2 separate regions of the Callithrix jacchus genome follow, and region 1 is linked to region 2. A link is a contact called in public Hi-C data. All regions are on one chromosome and are shown on one strand. Each heading gives the region's core, a stretch centred on a gene start, on an enhancer-like site or on the middle of the called end of the contact. The rest is flanking DNA. Distances are from core to core; before and after follow the strand shown.

Region 1 (6,810 bases), core at 2,985-5,484, 300 kb before region 2:
GAACTGTGTGAGCTCACTACAGTTATATGAATATACTTGGAAATTATTCTAATAGAGATAACATTTAACCTGTAATACCAAGTTTTCCTGGCCTTCTAGAAGTACCTGTATACTTCTGGATTAGATCTAAGGGGTGAGACCATTTATTCGTTCATTAAAAACTACTTTGTACTGAATACTTGGCTAAATGATTAAGATAACGTCACACACCCTTTACCCATAGAAGACCTCAATCTGGTGTGGAGGATGTGTTAGGGAGAGAGTCAGAATCTGAGATGAACACTTGAATCATGAGTGAGGGGAAGTTCTGGGCACAAGAGGCTCTGGGTACCAGCTGAGGTTGGGAGGGACAAAAGATCAAGGAATTATCTTTAAAGATGTGGCACTTGATGTGAAAAATGAAAACTAAGAAGAAGGAAAGAGAGGGAGCCCATAAGTGAAGGAATTAGGAAAAGAAAAGATGAATAGGGATTGCAGTGGTGAGGAGGATATGGAAGGACACTCCAGGGAGGAGGAAGAGCAGGGGAAGAGCACGTAGCACTAAACAGTATGTGCACTCTGGAAGCTACGTAGGGGAGCATGGCTGGAGGTGAGGAGAAGAGGCCAGGAGGTGAGCCAAGGGGGGCAGATGTGAAGGAGCTTGTGCACCACGCTAGGAATTTGGCTTAGATAGTGTTGGTGCTGGGGAATCATGCAAGAAAGACCAGATGTACTGCCATGGGAAGGGACTAATTAATTGGATTGGCAAATCAAGAAGTGGTGGTACTAGCATTTGGGACCACGAGATTCGCTCTACCTGTGTATGAACCACCTCTTCAGGCACTCAGTAGAGAGGTGATTGCACTCCGCAGTTTCAGAGATTCTAGGAGATGCCAGGCAAAATGTTTGCTGTTCTCGCTGTGCTACTTTGTACTTGGTTGCTACATTCTGTGCACCCTGAGAGACCCCGGTGTGGTCCCTTGGGTACCATTCGAAAAGTTTCTCTTGCTGTCTCGTTTCCAGAGTTAAGACAGAACAATAGCTGCCTATGTGTTTGTCTGCACATTACGGCGCTGTATCTTCTCAAGATACCCAATGTCTTGCTCAGATCACCTTTTGAATTTGTTATCCTTTTAGGTTTTCATTGCATTCTCCAAAGCATCTTTGCATATGATCTTCCTAGTACCCCCGCGAGAGATGCAGAGCATCTCACAGATGCCGGCATTCATTCTAGAGGAGGTTAAATGGCCAATGCAAGATCACAGCTTAAAGTATGTATAGACCGGGGCCTCAGACACAGAGCTCCCACCTCTTACACTAGTGCTTGCTCTGCTATGGCGTGCTTGCTTTATAATAGCGCTTCTCTCATTGCGCTGCCAGTGAGTTATTCTCCAAAGTGTAAGTTCATTTGTAAAGCTTGTAATAAGCTGTTTACTTTGGAATCCTTTTAGATTTGCATAGAGTTGTAAAGATAGCGCAGAGAGTTTCTGCATACCTTATTACCCAGTTTCTCTCAGTGTTAACATCTTACATAACTGTGATTCATTTGCCAAAACTCAGAAGTTAACACTGGCACATTACCATTAACCAAAGTGCAGACTTTATTTGGATTTTACCAAGTTTTTCCACTAATGTCCTTTTTCTGTTCCAGGATTGAATCCAGGATACAGCATTGCATTTAACATCCTTAAACTTTTTAATTATACATGGTTGTGGTATATGGAAGCTGACTACTTCACATAAGAGGCTTTGAACAGGCTAGACTGGACAAGAGAGAGCCAGTTCTGTAAAAGGGAAAAGTCTTCCTTTTTAAGTGGAAAAACCATTCAGCTTGGGAATATAGGAGACACATTTCCCTCAACTCTTCTAGGCTAATGGCTCTCACAAGGAAGAACAGAGTCAAAATCTGGGTTGGTGATATTCATGTTGACTTGATGAATGGCGTTACAAGTAGTCTGGCTGGCTGTGGCCCTTGAAACAAATGATGCACATAAAATACTTCAAACCTCATGTAGATGTCATTCTCCAGTCCCATAAACAATGCTTTGTTTGCTAAGGCAGTGGTTCAGTGAAGGCCATTATTTGGTAGACCTTAAGCTTGTAAGCTAAACTCCAAATTTAACAGAGAAGTTACCAAATAATTCTTGAGTGCCCTTGAGGAGTTTGGCTTCCAAATTTGTGCTTTGGTGTGGTTTGAAAAAAAAAAAAAAAGACCTTTGTTCTGCAACAGGAATGTAATTTGGGGAAGTATGCAAAAATTCTGTTGCCTGGATATCTCCATCCCATCTCCTCTTGTGGGCGCGATCTCTTATGCATTGAAGTCCATTCTAATTACTGTTTCCTATGCTTGTTCTAATGTGCCCGAGAAGGTAGTTCTAAAAGTTTCCTCACTTTAGAGAAAAGAGGATCTGGCTGTGTTTGCACGAGCCTCAGACCTCTCCAACTGTATTGATTGTCTAGCACGCCAGACAGCTGTGATGTGTCTTCATAACAGGGCCAGTAGAGTAACTGAGGGAGTTAAGTTGTTTAAAAAATACTTCTTGGCAAGAGATCTCATTGGTCGTCTTGGAAAAGAACAATAGGATTAGGACTTTTCTTGTACAATAGCCAGAGGCAAACATGCTTATGTCACAGGGACAGTTAAACACCACCACAAGTGCCCCATGTGTAACTAGTGAGTGTAAGGAGCGGGCTAGCATGGAATGCCTGTGACCATTGACAGCCAGAATGCCCAGTGGAGGCAGGGAAATGCAGGCCATAATCCAGGAAGTCTTATGCTTTTGTGACACCAAGTAGGTTTCTGTGCAAAAGTGTTTGAGCGTCATCAGACATACACAGTTATAAACAGACTACCTAAGGTGATGGCCAGGTGCTTTCTTAGTCAAATGTATCCTCCCACAGAGATTTGCTGGCTAAAGATGCCCCTCTGCTCTGCGGTTGTTGCCACTGCCTCTGCTCTTCCTCCACCTCCTCAGGTCCAAATGCTTTTTATCCACCAAGGACCAGCATATGAGCTACTTCTTCCATGCAACCTGGTAGATGCCTGTAAATGGAAGACACTGTTGCTCCTCTAGGATTCACAAAACCTGTGTCTGTAGCTCTTAGGTTCTGTCTGGTGATAGAAGTAGGTGTCTAATTCCCCCCATAGGATAATTAATTTGTGCATAGGATATTTGTTTAATTACCTTTATTTACCCCCACAGTGCTTACCATGCTGCTTGGTACATACCAGCAGTTCAAGAACTCTCTCAATAAACAGCACCTGGTTTCTGTACCCAGTTGCAGCTAGTAACAGAATAACCTTTGTTTTGCCCATTACCTTATAACTGAAATCATGAATAAAAGGAAGGCCTTGTCACATGTCTGATTGAATTCTTATACCATTGCTGCAAAAACTACTTCGTGGAGATCTTTTCCTTGGCTCAGTCAACGACAATGAGCCTTCTAGCAGTGAGTGAGAAGAGATAAGCACACAACCAAAGACACGGAGAGTCCTCACGTCGCTTCTTGATCTTGCTGTGAATTACGAGTGGTGCAGTGTATCCTAGTCATGTTGCCCCCTCCATCTGGGTCATAATTGTGGAGGAAGGAAAAACAGCGATGCAGTAGCAAGCCAGAGGGAACAAGAGGAGGATGGCACAGGGTGCCAGGGCCAGGGTTCCCCTAGGGCTAGCGTCGCGGATGCACTCTCTTGTTCATTTTACGGTTTTCCAAAAGGAGTGGGAGCAGTGGTCACTTGCTTACGGTGTTTATTTTTTTGCTCCTGGAAGTCTGGGGCTTGTAAAAGCCATTACTTGAGAGCAGCTGGGGCAACCTGAAACTTTTAGCAAATATTTATAGTACCTGTTATGTGACCAGCCACATGCTGCACATTGCGTGCCATCAGACCTGCCCACTCAGCTTGGAGAGACTCATCAACAAGAGATTGCTAGTCATGTCTCCACCCAAAGTGTTCGCTGAACTCAGGAGTCTTAAGCTGAAACGTGTCCTGCACTACAACTGCCGTTTCCTTCTCCTTTGAGGTGAACCTGGACAATCTATATTGTGGCCTACCCCGGGTGACACCGATAGTCCCAACCTCTGCAATAGATGCCTCTCCTGGGATTTTCATGGAAAAGAAAAATCCATCTTTAAAATTGTGAACTCAACCCATGCCCTCTGTATCTCCGGGAAAGGTCCTACGCGTGAATTCAGCCCCGTTCCGGTGCCTGACAACTCCTTACACACGGGTCAGTGGGAAAAACAGTTACCTTGGCTGCACTGAAGACCTGTAGTTTCATGGTCATTTCAGCCAGAATACAAGGAACTTAGGTGTTCTTTTTTTCTAGATGTGGCCCATTTTCTGAAGGATACCACCATCAAAAATACTGTAAAATAATGGGGAGGCAGGTGCATAATGGCGTGATTTGGTGGTGCAAGCGTGGTGGTGATCGAACCGGAGCATCCATCATGTCTGGCGTGGGTTCTGGTCAGCTTCCTTGTTTGAAGTGTGCTGTCTGTGCCTAGTGGAAATAGTTGCCAGCCTGTGTTTGGAAAGCCGTGAAGAAAGCAGCTCTTTATGTACAGATAGACGGGAAGGCATGAAGTGCTCCCAGACATTTCCTCAATTCTCCTCTTACTGTTTTTTCCCCTGGAAAATGCTTTCATACTCAATTGATAAGGTCCCAAGTGAAATTTACACATGAAAGAAGGGAGACCTTCTAATAAGATGACATTAGAATGCTTCTTTTCTCCCGGACACCCTTATACCCTCTCTGACTGAATGTATTTGAAACAAAAGTATCATGCACTTTGGGGTGGGAGGAAGCCTAAAGGCCACTCCATCCAGTCCTTTATTTGCTGTTTAAATCCCTCCCACATTAGCCACACAGGAGGGTTGGTCCAAGACTCCAAGTCGGTGATTCTTCTGATGATGGAGGGCTTGCTAACCCAACAGAACTATCAGGTTTGGAAGCGAACTTAAGCTAATAAAACAGCTTTCAATGCACAAGTCCTCATTAATAATAAAGGCTACTTTTTTCAAATACGCATGACTGTGCTAAGAGCCTGAGAGCTTGACATGTACCAACTTATGCTATTCACAGTCACCTCCAAGGGACATTCTGTTACTACCATTTGCCAGTTAAAGGAACCAAGTCTTAAGTAAGTTGGTGAAAGTGCTTATCCAGTTTATGTACAGATACCTGCAGTGACAGGGACCATGCAGTTCTTCTCCAGCCAGCTCTGACTCTCAGAGCCTGCTTCTCTGTAAGGTGCAGTATGTCTCCCTATAGTTCAAGCAGCAGTTGTTAACTGCTGAAATTCTGCCACCATGCTAGGTATTTTAGATTTAAGCAAACTATGGGTGTTATTTGCGTGTTTATATACATTTTACCTTATTTTAAGAAATATTTGGGGAAAATAGAAGGAAACTTCTGATATATAACAATGGCAAAATATACATAAGACTAGAGAAGCAGGATCAGAGAAAGTGTGAGTAACACTGAAGACCGTCATGACCAAATTTAAAATATGCTGTATGCATTATATAGAACAAGGGAGACCGCTACATCAATTCATTTTATATTTTACCTGGACTTCCTGGCAACCAAAACTAAGTGGGAGACATTATCAATTCACAGCCTTTTTAATCAACTGATCATTAAAAACGAGCCATTTTCTTGAACTAAATTGTGAAAGAACTATCCTAGGGTCTCATATAGAGAATATCAAGAGATCCAGGTAGCTGTAGCCTCAACAGAGTCTCTGCAGGGTACACATGAATGTACTTAGCACACTGATACGCTCAGGCTCTTACAGCATGTTTCGTTAGAACCCAAGGGCAGAGCATTAAAATAAACTTGGCCAAAAGGGCAACGAGGGTCAAATATATAGCTTATGACTTCCCTTCTGTATTCTACCCTATGAGGAAAAACTCTCTACTGCCGCTCTCAGTATTTTGCTTCAGACACCAGATGTGTGGGTTTCTTTTCCTATAACAATTCAGTTCTGTGGTGCACAAGACCTGGGTGTTCTACAGTTAAACTCGATTCTGACACTCTCCGCCTGGAAACAGCATCAGACTCCACAGGTTAGTCACACAAAACTGTCCCCACTTAAGATGTCAATCTACAGATTGTCACCTGTGATTTCTGACCCACCACCTGTAAATTTGAAGTCGCCACTCCCTCCTCAGATTCAGTCGTTTTTTGCTAGAACAGATCAAAAAGCTCAGGACAACAGTTTTCTTACTAAATTACTGGTTTATATTAAAATATATGTATATGTAAAATATATATATATATATAAAAAGGCTGAGTGTGGTGTCTTACACTTGTAGTTCCAGCACTTTGGGAAGTCAAGGCAGGCAGATCACTTGAGCCCAGGCATTCAAGACCAGCTTGGGCAACATGGCGAATCCCCATCTCTACTAAAAATGCAAAAGATAGCTGGGCGTGGTAGCTCACAGCTGTTGTCCCAGCTAGTCAGGAGGCTAAGGCATGAGAATGGCTTGAGATCCTGGAGGCAGTAGTTGCAGTGAGCCGAGATCACACCACTGTACTCCAACCTGGATGACAGAGCAAGATTCTGTCATGAAAATAGGAAGGAAAGGGTTGGGTGTGGTGGCTCATGCCTGTAATCCCAGCACTTTGGGAGGCCAAGGTGGGTTGGATCACCCAAAGTCTGGAGTTTGAGACCAGCCTGACCAACAAGGAGAAACCCCGTCTCTACTACAAATACAAAAAATTAGCTGGGTGTGGTGCACATGCCTGTAACCCCAGATACTTGGGAGGCTGAGGCAGGAGAATCACTTGAACCCTGGTGGTGGAGGTTGCGGTGAGCTAAGATCGT
Region 2 (6,570 bases), core at 2,498-4,997:
TATTTTGTGCTTTGTTTTACAAAAACTCTTACATTATTTAATCCTCTGTAGAAAGTCACTGGTAGTCCCATACTTTTTAGTTGAAGAGGTTGCGTTACAGCCTAGCCTTTCCAGCTGGTACATCGTGGAACAAGAACTGCAACCCTAATTTCTATCTTCCTGCCTCCCCTGGAGGAAGCTAGAAAACGTCTTGGGTATAACTTTGTCTCTAGTTAGTGGAAATTATAACTCTGGCATTTATACGGGGGAAAAAAATAGATCCAATTATGTAATGCTTTGCTGAGCCTAATATCTTTAAATTACTATTTAATAAAATCAATTTGGTACAAATGGGGTTATTCTTACTTGCTTACCATTAGCTCTCTTCATCCACGATTTTCATTAAGTCTGCTGTTATGAGAGGAAATGAGTGAAACATAAGCATTATTTTCCTGAAGAATACAGAATATCGTGAAGTAGTGCTAACCCGTATATCCAGTCACCATCATGATAGAACTGAGAGATTTGTCAATGTGTCCCACTTACCCTTAGGCACAGGGAACGTTCACAAATGCATCTTCTAATTTTAATATGCCTTTATGTAGTATAAAGCTTAAAAACTCCTGTGCTTAGGAGTGGTGTCCTGTTCGTTTCCATGACAGCTCAGGGGCATGACTGTAGATGTGTAGATGGAGAAATCGGTTGTCTTTTGGAAGAGTCACGTGAAGTCTAAAAGTTTTCAAGTAGATCTGAAAAAGCTCATTTCTCACGTAATGGGGACTGGCCTTACTGACTGCTGGATTAAGGTGTGTTTGTCTGAAAGCAAATAAGGATTATTTCTGTCTCAGAAATAGAAGAAACCTTAAAAGTCACTCAGATTTTTAAGGGACTTTTGGACCCTGCCCACAATATTTCTGCCAAGGAGTTATCTGGTTAAGCTTGAACACCTCATGATGGGGAACTCACTGTCTTTAAAGGCAGCTGATACCATCTGGAATTAGAAGAGTCTTCTTACATCAGGCATAACTGTCTCCTTTGTGCTTTTAATGCCTTAATTCTGACCCTTTCCTTTGGGCTGAGCAGAACACATTTACTCCATCTTTCAAATGAAAGACTGTCTGACATTTGAAGACTAGTAGCATATCACACAGAGACACACACACGCCGTCTCTAATACATAATCTCTGCTGTCCCTCCTCAGTCCTTTTTGCTAAAAGTGTGGTTTTGCCTTCCCACCTTCTTGGTCAGTTTCTTCAGTTTGCCTAGAACCACTTGAAATGTTGATGCCAAAAATGGACCCCAAGTGCCAGTTGTGATATAATTCTCTTGACGCTTACCCCACCATGTCGTAGAGAGGAAGTCCTGACTTAAAGATGAAAAACTTTTGTTTTAAATTCTTGAAGATAACATCAGCTATGCTGCTTCTCTAGCACCTCTCACCACCAGTGTTTATGAGATCATTGTTTGTGAAAGTGGACTTTTGAACTGTTTAGGAATAATTTCGGTTCCATTTGAAGTTGATTGTTAAATAACCAGGAAAATCAAAGATGCTACAAAAATAATTAAAGGAACATTAGAAGCATTTTAGGGATTTTTCTGCGGCTTGTCAGATCTGAGATAAGGCTGCCCTCTAGTGGTTAGTTGACCATGGACGCCTAAACCTGTCATGGTGCCAGTGAATTTCCCATCAGGCTAGTGGGAAGGTCAAAGGTTGAAGTTATTTTCTCAATTGGAATGAGACGTTCTACATCCGATTCAAAAGTTTAACTCGTTGTTTTTCATGGTTATCAGAAATGTAACTTTAAAGGAAATACTGAATTTTAAAAGTTGGCTTGCCAGGAAGTAAGGGAAAAATTTTTTTAACTTAAGATAGATTAAAGCTCATTTATTTGCTGTTTGGCTCCATATTCAGTTTAAGTGAAATTTGGTTTGTGAGTAAACAGTTATTATGACCTTTTAGTAATTCTTGTATTTAAGTTTCATCCTCCATTCTATATCCCAACCCTGGAATTTTTTTTAAAAGAGGTCATTTGATGAGCTAAATTCAGTATTTCCTCTTTTTAAATCTAGAGCTTTTTCTCTTTAAGAAATGATAAACATTTAGAAAAAAGGTAAACTACAGTAGCTGATTGGGGGCATTAAAACAATTTTAAACATGGATGAAAAAACTATTAACCCCTCGGTTTCTGAAGATTTTTGGTTAGATCATTTGGTTCACTTAAGTATATACAGTTTGTCTAAAAAAAAAAGAGTATATGTCAAAAAATATGCATGAGGTAGAGACAAGCATTTGTTTGTGTAATTTTTAAGATAAATAAATAATACAAGTGGATTGTAGATCTGTATTTTGGTATTACAGCAAGTATGAAACAATCATAAAACAATCTGATTTCTGTTGGAATCTGAGGAGTAAATATAGATCTTCCTATTTGCTTAAATATTATTTGTTCCTGATGCTACACAGAGTTATAAGTATGCACATTTTTATGAATTTTGCATTGCTTAAGAAGTCAGAGCTGATCTGTGGTAGAATAACCAGGGTAAAAATAATGACAAATAGTCACCAGGATTGTAAAGGATAACGGTGCGTACCTGCTCCCGTTAGAAAGATGAAATTGCATAATTTCGTGAAACACAAAGAAGAAGAAAAAAAAGCAAGGAAAACCTGCTGTTCAAACCTTCCTATCATAGAAATAAGGTGGTGGTTCAGAAGTCAGGACCTGTGGTTAGGTTTCACATCAGTTACTGAAGAAGCCAACCGTTTCACAAGCTGCGCCACCCAGAAGTGTGATTCCTTCACCACATGAGAAGTATTCTTTTTCACAGAATGTTATTTTCATTTTTCAGTTGTTGAGGGTTTTTTTTTTTCTTTTTATTTATCTCACTTCAAATCTTCTGTAGACTATTGGGTGAAAATAAGTAAATAAATTTGTTTCAGCAAATACTTGAGTGCCTGTCGTGTGCTAAGTAATTCAGGTACCACCTTTGCACTTTAATAGTAGAGCTGAGACACCTTCCTCCCAATCAGATGTCTTCAGCCATGAATCAGCGTTTAAAAAATGCGCTGAGAAGTTGGCAGCCACGCTTAGTCAGAGAAGACTCTTCAGGACTGTTGGACCGACAGGTTTGCAGTTGCTGTAAGCTACAAGCCATTTAAAACAACGGAGATTTTTGTGCCGTCCCAAACGGGGCAGTGAAATGTTAACAAACCCTGTGCTTACAAATGAACGTGATTTGCTTCCATGTAAGCCATAAGTTAGCTCTCAAATCCTGCCTGAAAACAGTGGTTCTGAAACTGTAAAGTACAACCCATACTCCAGAGAGTCTCACTCTGTCACCCAGGCTGGACAGTGGACAGTGCAGTGGTGCAATTTTGGCTCACCGTGACCTCCACCTGCCAGGTTAAAGTGATTCTCCTGCCTCAGCCTCCCGAGTAGCCGGGACTACAGGTGCATGCCACCAGGCCCGGCTAATTTTTTGCGTTTTTAGTAGAGACAGGGTTTCACTGTGTTGGCCAGGATGGTCTCCATCTCCTGACCTTGTGATCCACTCGCCTTGGCCTCCCCTAGTGCTGGGATTACAGGCGTGAGATCCCTGCGTGTCACCGAGAGTATGATTCTGTCGTCAGTCTGGAGTGAGGCCCATGAAAGTGTGTATTTACACAGCGTCTCAGATGTTTTCTGAGGCAGCTGGTCCTTAGGCCTCACTTCTGTGAAGCTCTGTCCTAGCCTGTCAGCGCTGGGGTAGGCAGCAGAGTCCTCTACTCCTTTAGAGGCTCCCAAATGTCATTGATCTTCACAGTCATGTGGGAAGCATTTAAAAAATAAAGGCTGTTCTCCAGTAACACCTGCATGGATTCTGCTTACAAAGGCCTAGGGGGAGACCAGGGAACCTTCATTTGTAAAAGCTCCTCTGGTGAGGATAAGGCAGGTTTGGGAATCACTGCTCAGGGCTCTTTCCTCTTACTCATGAGGAAAGGGAATCTCAGAAGAGTGAATGGTATTGAGATAGGCACACACTTCGCTTTAGGTCACTTCTTCAGGGTGGACGAGGTGCCATATGGGAGCAATTTCTGCTGTTGTTATTAACCCACTGGAAATATTTTTCCGGTAACTTTGGCCTTGCGATCAGTGAGCATGCAGAAGAAAGTGGGCAGACTGTTACCCCAAATCTCTTACCCCAAGTGGCCCAAACAGGAGAGGACCCTGAAGCTGTTTGGGTGCTGGAGGTAGCTATGAAACTTGCCAAATACTATACTCTTTTTCGGCGTAAAGCTTTGTCTAGAAGCTCCAGCCTCTGCTGCTGGCATAGACACAATGCGCTGTAGCCTTCAGTGTGTGCCTGGGCCGGGTCTTGCCAGTACTGTGACCACTTAGCAGAGGCACGCCGGGGGTTCTGCTGCTGGAGTCAAGGCCAACTCCGTGGAAACAGTGAGGTCTTTTCAAGGTCGCTTTAGTCAGCAACAAAGTAAAGGTTTCAGCGCCCTGAAGCTGATCAGTGCTTCGTGTTTAGCACATGGACTTGCTCAGGCACAGAGCATCTGGTGTGTATTTGCCAGCGTCCAGGCTCTGGAGGTGACGTCCAAACAAAGGACACCAAATGCTGCCTTCCTGCAGCTTAGATTCTAGTCTGGTGGAATAGATCGAAGTAGACTTGCCGTGGCTGCTGTGAAGAAGGCCCGCCCGACCCCTTCCACACTGCTGCACCAGCCCCCTTTTTCCTGTGAAAGTGCTGGTGTAGTGTTGCATTGTTGTGGCAGATGGGACGCTGGTGGCCGAGGGGACAGCAGTGATCATGTCAGACTTAGGCTCTGGTCTCTGTGAGTGTACATTCTGGTGGGGGAGGTAGATAATACTTAGGTAAACATATCAATAAACTAGATAAATACAGATAATGCCAACTGCTAGGCTAATATAGAAACAGTGTAATGGTTTAGAAATGCTTACGGCCTCATGGGTCAACATCGGGGAACTGAACCAAAATATGTTTCCAGCTGATGCTGAATATTTTGCACTAGACCCAGAAGAGAGCTTACAGGTCATCTGCTTCCAACCTGGTCCATATATTAATATATCTAGAGAGTTTTTAAAAGATGTACAAGCCTAGTCTTACAGATTTCTGACTTTACTGGTCCAAGGTGTAGGGCTCAAGTATTGCTACATCTTTGAAGATGCTCAGATAATTCTGGTTGAGAAACCTCTGCAGTCCAACACCCTCACTTTGTATGTGAGTCACCCCGTCTGCAGTGTAGCCAAACCATGTTGAGTAGTGGAAACCCTTTCCATAGGGTGGGAGGAAGATGGAGACATGGGTTCTCGTCCCAGACCTGCGATGCAATAAGTCCCCACTTGTTCCCTTTCCCCATTTTTGAAGCTAAGGGGTTGGACGTGATAGCCACCGAGATCTTGTCCAGCCCTTCCGTTCTATGAAAGTGTTTCTGTTACGACAGAGACACGCTCTCGTTTCTTGTTTGAGACTTGGAGAAGCAAACAAAGGCCTCCTACTTTCCTTATTCCCTGTCTCTGCCCCTAATTGCTGTAGGTGCTTCGATCAGCTAGTCAGTTCATTTTGGAAGTGAAAATTTAAGGTAGAAAGAGGTAATTACTTTATGCTGACTGTTTAAATAAATTTCAGAAGAAGCAAATTTTCATTAATATTAATAATAAATATGCCCAGACTTAGTTCTAGTAAATTACAGTCATACCTTATTTATTAAATTCTAGCCCAAAGCTTTTTCTGTGTTTGATGGTTGATTTAAAACCAAGGGGCGAGGGCAGTTGTTTAAAAATGGAAACCCTGGAATAGCTGTAACCACTGCATACCACAGTAATTTTATTCTTTACCGAAGATTCCGGGCCAGGAACCCAAAGAAACTGAGTCTCTCCCAGTGTATGGTCTGCAGTTTATTAGCAAGCAGAAACAGTGTGTACCTTGCGATGCCATCTTCTTTTATTAAAAAGAAAATCAGAACTAACCTCCACCATGAAATATATCATTTAATTTCCTCATTTGAGACCTGGCATCTCTAAGAACTTGATTTTCATTGAAACATTTATTCAAAAAGACAGCAGTTCATTATCAACCAGCACGGTGAGCACCTTAAGTTTATTTCCTTGTGTGGAATTTCCCAGTGGCGTTTCATAATATTCGGTAGTTTCAGAAGCGATAAAGGAGTTTGGAAAGAAAATCTGATGGGAGCTGGTAAATGAAATTAGAGCCATATCCTTTTCAATAGAGATCTTTAAAGATTTGCGTAGTGCCCATTTTCTGTCTGTATTGAAGGAACAGTGCATAAATCGTATTCACAGCCACGTTTGCTTCAGACACATGATTATGAAAAATCATCTTCCTCTAACTTAAGTTGCATCCGTGATAGCAAGCAACTTTTGAAAATATTGTTGAGCAAAACAATTGGTTTAATAGAAATCCATCTCAAAAGCAATGTTTCTACCACAAGCAAAATCTAGTAAAACAGAAGTGTTTTGTTTCCACCATTGCAGAGAAACAAAGTTGTTTAAGATGAGCTGAGATGTCTCAGAGTTTTGGCAGTCTTTCTAAGCCCCCTGCTGCTGCTGTGTTCAGAATCCCTTT

What was found. Hi-C and Micro-C count contacts between places; a contact is called where the count stands out from the background.
Region 1: a contact with region 2 is called in a Hi-C map of skeletal muscle, with 2.7 times the contacts expected there. The contact joins two enhancer-like sites. A contact is called at or near these places in 2 of 3 Hi-C or Micro-C datasets (both in skeletal muscle).

What each region holds. Positions count from the first base shown.
Region 1 is chr8:7,696,540-7,703,349 of calJac240_pri, reverse strand. All of the region lies in intron 1 of RORA (RAR related orphan receptor A), which reads left to right. Among named protein-coding and RNA genes, the nearest start is that of RORA, 360 kb to the left of the region's middle. Within about 2 kb of position 4,234, at least 1 of the 16 cell types and tissues checked has an H3K27ac peak or open chromatin away from gene starts, as enhancers often do. A contact at or near this core is called in skeletal muscle, where this site is marked.
Region 2 is chr8:7,391,313-7,397,882 of calJac240_pri, reverse strand. All of the region lies in intron 2 of RORA (RAR related orphan receptor A), which reads left to right. Among named protein-coding and RNA genes, the nearest start is that of ICE2, 110 kb to the right of the region's middle. Within about 2 kb of position 3,747, at least 6 of the 16 cell types and tissues checked have an H3K27ac peak or open chromatin away from gene starts, as enhancers often do. A contact at or near this core is called in skeletal muscle, where this site is marked.